Regions from separate parts of the Zea mays genome. Here regions 2 and 3 are each linked to region 1. A link is a contact called in public Hi-C data. All regions are on one chromosome and are shown on one strand. The core of a region is the stretch at or near the end of the contact, and the rest is flanking DNA. Distances in the headings are between cores, read along the strand shown. Region 1 holds the start of LOC100281581 (pectate lyase 12). Region 2 holds the start of LOC100126928. Region 3 holds the start of LOC100191864.

The links. A called contact is a pair of places that touch in the nucleus more often than the background predicts.
Region 2: a contact with region 1 is called in a Hi-C map of tassel, with 2.9 times the contacts expected there. The contact joins the promoter of LOC100126928 here to the promoter of LOC100281581 in region 1. A contact is called at or near these places in 4 of 25 Hi-C or Micro-C datasets (bundle sheath, ear, leaf and 1 more).
Region 3: a Hi-C map of tassel shows a contact between it and region 1, with 2.7 times the contacts expected there. The contact joins the promoter of LOC100191864 here to the promoter of LOC100281581 in region 1. A contact is called at or near these places in 2 of 25 Hi-C or Micro-C datasets (ear and tassel).

Annotation. Positions count from the first base shown.
Region 1 is chr1:240,984,770-240,987,683 of Zm-B73-REFERENCE-NAM-5.0, forward strand. LOC100281581 (pectate lyase 12) reads left to right here and starts at 1,630. Exons shown (of 3, transcript NM_001411831.1): 1 at 1,630-2,060; 2 at 2,159-2,914. The coding sequence starts at 2,180.
Region 2 is chr1:240,722,152-240,724,851 of Zm-B73-REFERENCE-NAM-5.0, forward strand. LOC100126928 reads right to left here and starts at 1,451. Exons shown (of 26, transcript NM_001367427.1): 1 at 1,246-1,451; 2 at 1-97. The coding sequence starts at 30.
Region 3 is chr1:240,563,701-240,566,668 of Zm-B73-REFERENCE-NAM-5.0, forward strand. It overlaps LOC100191864, which reads right to left and starts at 1,621. Exons shown (of 10, transcript NM_001367159.1): 1 at 1,407-1,621.

The DNA.
Region 1 (2,914 bases), core at 380-2,879:
ACAATGGTGGACGATTAGCTTGCGTCCCGGAGTCGGATCCACTTGTAGGCGCCATGGATGGACTTGAGATTTGAAGTGGCGTCTAGTCAGTCCGCCGTGAAGCCTCTGCAACAATTGGTAGCGGCTCCTAGTGCGCAGACAGCAAGCGGCACGGGCAGCAGGGACGCCGGACGCAGGGACGCCCGCACTCGCCTGGTCACCTCGCCTGGACGCAGGGACGCCATCACGGGCAGCAGGGACGCCCGCACTCGTCTGGTCGCCTCGCCTTGCCTGGATCTCGCTCCTCGCTGGCGGAGTGGCGGTGGCGGGTGGCGGCCAGGTAGCTGGGGTAGCCGGGCAGGGACGCAGCCAGCCAGCCACGCAGGCGACAGTGCGGCACCACGGCAGGGTCGACGCCGGCGAGGAGCAGGAGCGCTGGAGCGGTTTCTGCTTTCTGGCGGCTGGTGGAGTGGTGGTTGAGTTTGTGCGTGACCTGTGACTGCGTGAGGTGAGACCGTGAGAGAGAAACTAGGGTTCCTGGGTGATTGAATAAAGGACATTGGGCTGGGCCGGCCAATTTCTGGTTGGCTGAAAAAATGAAAACTGGAAATTTCGGATATCCGCTAGTACCCGCGGGTAAAAGATTAAACCCGTACCCGACCCGATTTTATCACAGGTCGGGTATGGGTGAGACACGCGGGTTAAATTCGTACCCGAACCCGAAACCGGCGGATCGGATATCCGTGGATACCCGAACCCGCGGGTAAAATTGTCATCCCTGCGAGGGAGAGAGAGTTGGAGGGCCCGCTAGGTAAATTAGAAAAGAAAAATGTCATAAGAGTATATAGGCCTGTTCGAGTTAGATGGGCTAGGCCCGGGGCCATGGACCGGATGGCCTAGTGCTTGAATCCGCCCCTGGATAGAAGTCTCCTTTTTGGAATGAAGAGTCTACGGACGCAAAGGGTTTTGTTTTGTAGCTTACGCGCCGCCGATTCTTGGTACTCGGTGGATGCCAGGGATCCGGTTTTGGGTTTGGCAAGTAAAGATGACGTTGACGTGTCCTACGGTCACGCCGGTTTCTGAAGAATATTAGCTGCAGTGGAATCCGTGCTTTCACGCTTCAGGGGAAGGCGATCTCTCGCGGGCATGGTAATCCCATCCTGAGGATGATTGCAGTGGCAAGCATGCCATTACCTTAAAACTAGCTAGTCCTTTCCTTTTTGCCAGAAGCTGAATCGTCCTCTCTGACGTAGAGAAGCTGAATCGGGTTAAACCTGACTTAAATCGTACTCGAGCTACTACATCTTGTAAGTACTTGGTACCATAAATAGTAAACAAATTTAGTCGAATTTTCAATATTGACAAGCTACATGTGTTTCTTCACGGAGGGAGTAATAATCGAGGGGTTATACTTTTCTTAGCTCCACTGAACAAGACATGATAAAAAAATGGGAAACAAGGAATGGATCGCGTCATTCAAGAAAAAGTAGAGAAACAAAAGAAGAAATGCGTCGCAGCCGTCTTGCTCACCCACTTCGCTCAATTTTGCATTTTATCTACCGTTGTGGTGCTAGTATCTCCGTCCCACGCACTCTCCCTTCGGCCCTTCCCTTCACGTCAAGGAAGCAATCTCCCCCAGGTGATTCCAAAACACCTCCCTCCCTTCTCTCTCTCTCTCTCTCTCTCTCTCTCTCTCTCTTCACAAGTTTATCCCTCCCCTCTCTGCTCCTCAGTTCGTTCACCCCCTTTCCCCATTCACACTCGCTCCCATATCCACTGCCCCCATTGCCATTGCTGCCCCCAACCCCAAGCTCCAGATCTCGGTCCCAAGACCTGGAATGGCTGAATCCATGCCCCCACCACTATCCTCACTCCGCTCGCACTCCCCTGCATTGCTATAAATCCCACTGCATCTTGGCTCTGGCCCATCTAATCCGCCAAGGAACCATGGCCCGAGCTCCCAAATCCGCCGGCATTGCCCTCTCCCTCCTGCTGCTGGCAGCCGCCGCCAAAGCCTCGGCCTTTCCTCTCCTCAACTCCTCGCTCCCCGACCCCGCTGCCGTCGTCGCCGACTTGCACAGGTACGCCCCACCCGAGTTCCGTCTGTTTCTAGTTCCTGCTGCTGCGAAGCAAAGGTTTCGCTGACGCTGAATGTGCGATGGCTATCACGGGCAGCAAGGTGGCAACGTCGCGGCGGCGGATGCAGGAGTCCGGCGGCGGCGGCGGCGGCGGCGGCGGCGGGTGCTTGACGGGCAACCCAATCGACGACTGCTGGCGGTGCGCGGGGACGGACTGGCGGCAGGACCGGCAGCGGCTGGCGGACTGCGGCATCGGGTTCGGGCGCAACGCGCTGGGCGGCAAGGGCGGGCCGGTGTACGTGGTGACGGACCCGTCGGACCGCGACCCCGTGAACCCGTCCCCTGGCACGCTCCGGCACGCCGCCATCCAGGAGGGCCCGCTGTGGATCGTGTTCGCGTCGGACATGGCCATCCGGCTGAACGAGGAGCTGCTGGTGAACAGCTACAAGACGATCGACGGGCGCGGCGCGCGCGTGCACGTGGGCGGCGGCGGCGCGTGCATCACGCTGCAGTACGTGTCGAACGTGATCATCCACAACGTGCACGTGCACGACTGCGTGCCGGCGGGGAACGCCGACGTGCGGTCGTCGCCGACGCACTACGGGTGGCGCACGCGGTCGGACGGCGACGGCATCTCGCTGTTCGGCGCGCGGGACGTGTGGGTGGACCACTGCGCGCTGTGGCGGTGCGCGGACGGGCTGGTGGACGCCATCATGGGGTCCACCGCCATCACCGTGTCCAACAGCTACTTCGCGCACCACGACGAGGTGATGCTGCTGGGCGCCAGCGACGCGTACCTGCCCGACTCCGGGATGCAGGTCACCATCGCCTTCAACCGGTTCGGCCCGGGGCTGGTG
Region 2 (2,700 bases), core at 201-2,700, 260 kb before region 1:
CAATATCCCATCCTTATCCATACTATTCATCTAGTACTATATCATTTACTCTACAGAAATATATATGGTTCCAACTTTGCATACATTGACTATTTTACTGCAAAACAAAATAAAATAGAAAAACAAAAACGAGAATAAGCAAAAAAAAAGAATGCAGATTTGTGCAGGTACCAGAACAATAAAAGAACAGTGAAAATTGATAATATAAATAAACACAACTCACAACTGCCGGTTTCACTTTAGTGTTGAATGAGACTGAAACAGGGCCCTGTTTACTGCCGGATTTAAAATACTGAAACACATACATGTTACCTAGACCAATTAAATCATATTCCCATTTGGTCAACTTCAATACAGATATAAAAGCAACCTAGAAATATTGGCCTAAACTGCGTATCAGCAGTAGTGCGTATTGAGTAAATGCCATGCCTTCATGAAATGATTGTGTCTATCTATACCCACGACATTAGCATAATCCTAAAGAATAATGATAGGATTCCATTAACAAGTTCATAAGATGACATGGTAGCAGTAAGTTATAGGGGGTGTTTGGGACTGCTCCAGATTCTAGCTCCAATGTAGTGTTGTAGTTTATAATATAAATTTAAATAGTTTTAAAAGGTATTTTAATCTAAATAACAGTCAAAATGGCTTATCAAAATTTTCTCTAAAGGATCACAACTTTAGCTCCATGATTTTCTGGAGCATCTATTGACCTGCTTCACTAACTCCACCGAATTTTCTGGAGCTGGAACCGTCCCAAACAGGACCATAGTACAGTGGTGCAAGTTTAGTGATAGTTTTTATATTCTAGCCAGTCAAACTCGTAAATGTTTGGCTACTACTAATTGTGCAGCATTAATCCACACGTGCAGAGCAAAAATTGTCATTACTGCAGGTCCATGTTTTTTTCTTATTTTTTCACACGTACAGAGCAGATACATAAGTTTGAACTTTGAACCCAACATGCTAATGCTACCATCTCCCCGGTCGAAAGTCTGATTGACACAGTAGGAACAACATAGCAGGACTGAAGAAATGGTTTTTCGTCGACGCATTGCCTGCCCACCAGGGCGGACCTAGTAAAGCGACATGGATGATGGATGTGCACGTGTACACCCGATAATTTTGCAAAAAAAAAGTGAGGTTATTAGGCATCGAATAGCCAAATAGCTTTAAGTTAGGGTTTGGATGCTCGGTTTCGCACAGCAGAAAGTGAAGCGAAGATGTGGGAATACCGAATACCTGGTGATGCTCGCGGCCAAACAAGAGACCAGTCAAGGCCTCGGAACCTGCGTAGGGCGGCGGCGATAGCACAAGTTCGTCGTGGTCTCGTGGATGAGGGGCGGGGAGTGAGGAACAGCGCGCGCGGCAAACTCACTGAAGGGAAAAGTGCTCTCGACGCTTCAACTTTCCCACGATCGATTACCCCTCGGTTTGCACGGTTCCACACCGTCGCCGTGCGTCAGGGACGTGGGTCCTTTTCTTCTATATGGACCGCGGAAAAAAATATACTTCCTCCGATTTTTATATTTAACAGGGTAAAATTATACTAGCTAGCGTCAAATAAAAAATGAAGCTAATATAATTTTAATATGAATTCAAACCACATACAACAATGCTCCCATATTTCACCTCATTGGCGAAAAGAAGACGAATAACCTCACATCGTTGCCGTGCGTTAGGGACGTGGGTCCTTTTCTTCTATATGGACCGCGGAAAAAAATATACTTCCTCTGGTTTTTATATTTGACAGTGTAAAATTATATTAGCTAGCGTCAAATAAAAAATGAAGCTAGTATAATTTTAACATGAATTCAAACCACATACAACAATGCTCCCATATTTCACCTCATTGGCGAAAAGAAGACGAATAATCACGGGAGCTAAAAAGAGGCAGCTTTTCTTTTCAACTCCTTACTTTATTGGCCTAGCCAAAATATGAAGTTTAATATTTAATATATATTGGCCATATATCTACTTTGATTTTAATTTTTGTAGGGAAGGATCTATTTTGATTTTAAGTTTATTTTTTGTAGAGATAAGTTATCACGCTGACTTGTCTCGCTATAATACCATCAAATATGGTTGGTGGACTAGTATACATTAGATATAACCAACAGCGGATCCATGAATAAATTAAAGAAGGAGCCATTAAGATAAGATTAATTTTTTAGCTAAACTAAGTAAGATAAATACTCCCTCCAGTTTCCTATTAGTTGTCATTTTGGATAAGGTTCAAGTCAAACTTATAAAATTTTGACTACAAATAACTATTTTGTTATTTAGTTTTGAAACCTGATATTTATATACACCAGTTTGTCATAAAAAATACTTTTATAGAAGTATAAATGTATTAAAAGTCCATTTGTATTTTAATAAAAATATTAGTCAAAGTTATATTTTGGAGATCGTGTTGTTGTCCTAAACGACAACTAATAAGAAACCGGAGGGAGTATAATTTATCGTGTCCATGAAAAGCAAAAAAAAACCACAAAGGAGAACTTTTGCTCTATATAGCTCTCATTAGTGTAGATGTTGTATTAGAATCATCTTGTTTCTGGATAGAAATCTATTCGTCCTATCTCTACATAGAAATTAATTTTACTTGATGACACGCACTAAAATCTAAAAAAATCAACTTACAAACTTGTAGCTGTGTTTTTTGCGCGTTACTATGCTCGGTCCTCACCTTTTTGG
Region 3 (2,968 bases), core at 371-2,870, 420 kb before region 1:
AAGTGTAAGGCTTACCAAGAGGAATGGTTAAGGCTGAACATTGCTTTTAAAGTTGGTCAAAATTTTATTAGCTGTTATTAAGTATAAGTAGATACCAACCTAATTAAATAATTGATCACAATTAATAATAAGACCAATGATTTCAGTCCGACTAATCGCGATAAATCGCGATTAGTCGGGTTGGTCGCCTGTTAACAGCCGATTAGCCGGACGACTCGATTAGGGACCTTGGTCGTCCTGATCGTCGACGATAAGGGCGATTAGTCGTCCGTTTTTCCAGTTTCTAGTCGTTGGTGCTAGGATTTTTGTGTTGGGCTACAAGACCAATGTTTTCGCCCATCTACAAGAACATTAAGTTCTGCCTCTCCTCTCCTCTGCTAAAACCCTAAGGCTGCCTAAACCCTGCAGGTGTTCCTCTACCGGCGACTGCTCCAGAGGTCCAGATCACCGGTGTCTCCACTCTCCAGCGCTAGTTATCCTCTCTGCCCGAACTCAATCACCGGCAGTAGCTCGCCTGCTCCAATCACATGCGCCCCTCTGCCTGCTCGCCTGCTCCACAACTCCAGTTCAGAACTCTAGAGTCCAAATCACCGGCGGGCGACGGCTACTCTAGATCACCAGCGTCTCCAGCACCAGTGACGAGATCATCTCATCATCTCAAGGTCCCCCTGCTCCCTTTCCGCACCCCCCCATATCTGTAGTTCTATTATGTCTGTGTCTCCCACCAGTGATCAAACACTAATGGTTGTTGCTGTTCTAATCCTAAGCCGACTGCCGATTAGTGACTTGTACCTCTACCTGTTATTTTGTATATCATGTTGTTTATACCTATATAAGTATAATGACTAGTCTAAAAGGTCTAGGATGACCAGAGATCCGACTAGGACCGACTAGGGGTCGACTAATCGCCCTGGTCGTCGCCTAATCGCAACTAGTCGCCTGGTCGGCCCCAGTGTTCGACCAGGCGACTTGAAATCATTGAATAAGACACACAATGCAATGCAAATGACAGATTAAGTTTAATTCCAGAAGTTACTCATGTGAGGGTCCGAGCCGCTCATAACCGTGAGCACGGCTGATATATCAGTTTTACACTCTACGCAGGTGTCACATCTTGACCGTGAGCACGGCTGATATATCAGTTTTACACTCTACGCAAGTGGTGCATAGGGACCACATCTTTTTTGTTCAAATCCGGCCAATAACAATAGTTCCATGCCGGATCCTTCGATTTTGCCTTTCTCTTAGTATCTTTAGCTGGATCATATGGCTGCTGGATTCCTGACTCCCCTTGTGGTCGATCTACAGCTACATCTTCCATATCCCTAGGGCTTGCTGTGACTTGTGAGGGCGGTGCAGGTTGCTTAGACTTGTCAGGGCGTGCAGAGGGGCGGCACAGGACTCACCACCAGAAGCCTCGACGGCTGGAGGTGGGCGGCAGTCAGAGGTGGACGCCTGGGCGGTGATTAGAGGGCGGTGCAGGCCTCGACGGCTGGCGGTGGGTGCCTGGGCGGCGGCCAGAGGAGGGGAGGCGGCCAGAGGAGGGCGGCGGGTAGAGGTGGGGCTGGAGGTGGGCGGCCGGCGGGGGGCAGAGGAGGGGCTGGCGGTGGGCAGGACAACGTGAGGGGCTGGCGACGGGCAGGTCGATGTGAGGGACTAGAGGCTGCTGTTGGGTTTAGGGTTTATGGTGTGTAATGGACTAATGGGCCTTTCTGATGTTTGGGCCGAATTAGGGGCAAGTAGGCCGACTAGTTCGACTAAGTCGACGACTAGTCGACTAATATATTCTAGTCGCTGGTAAGTCGACCGACTTGCCAGAAAAGTCGAACCGAGCTCCCAAGTCGGCATCTCATGACCGACCGACGACTTGAAATCAGGGGTTGCACGCATTTTGATGATTTTCATAAGAAGAAAAAAATAATAATACGAAAATAGCCTCAGAAATTAATGAAATTTTAAGTAGCCACAACATATGTTCATATATAATCCTAAAAAATGTTTGTACCATAAAATCTATGGTATAACATCATTATTTCTATTTCATTTTAACTTATTGCGTAAGTTACACATGAAATCACTTTAAGTATCTAAGTTTCAATGTAATCAATACTTCACTTTATAATTTTTGTGGGGACTTGAGGTTATCTTATTATAGAATGTTTATTTGTATTTTTGACAGACACTAAAATATTTTACGAATTTAATTGTTTTTATGCTTTTCTGCAGAAAGAAATTTAAAATACACAAATAGCCTTAGAAATTCATAAAAAATAACGGAGTCGCAACAAATGTCCACATATAATTCTAAAAATGTCTGGACCATAAAATTCACAAAGATGTCATGATTTCTTCTATCTCACTTTCATTTGTTGTATAAGTTACATGTGAAATTATTTTAAGTATTTAAGATTCAACATAATCAATACTTCACTTTATCATTTTCATATGGGGGTTTGAAGTTATCTTCTTATAGAATGTTTATTACACTTGGTAACTTGTTTGCATTTTTTGGTCGAATCTAAAATGTTTTATGAATTTAATTGTATTTTAATGATTTTTTGAAAAATAATAATAATACACAAATAGCCTCAAAATTCATGAAATTTTACAGAGGCGCAACATATGTCCATATATAATTCTCAAAAATGTTTAGACCATAAGTTACACGTGAAATCACTATAAGTTACACTTGTTGCAAGATGTCATCGATATTTTACAAAGGTGCAACAAGATGTGAGTGATTATTCCATTTCTCTTCCACTTGTTGCATAAGTTACACCTGAAATCACTATAAGTATACAAGTTTCAATATAACCAATACTTCACTTTGTCATTTTCATGTGGGGACTTGTGGTTATATTCTTATAGAATGTTTATTAGTCTTGGTAACTCATTTTCAATTTTCGGTCAACACTAGAATACTTTATGAATTTAATTGTATTTTGATGGTCTTCTGTAGAAACAAATT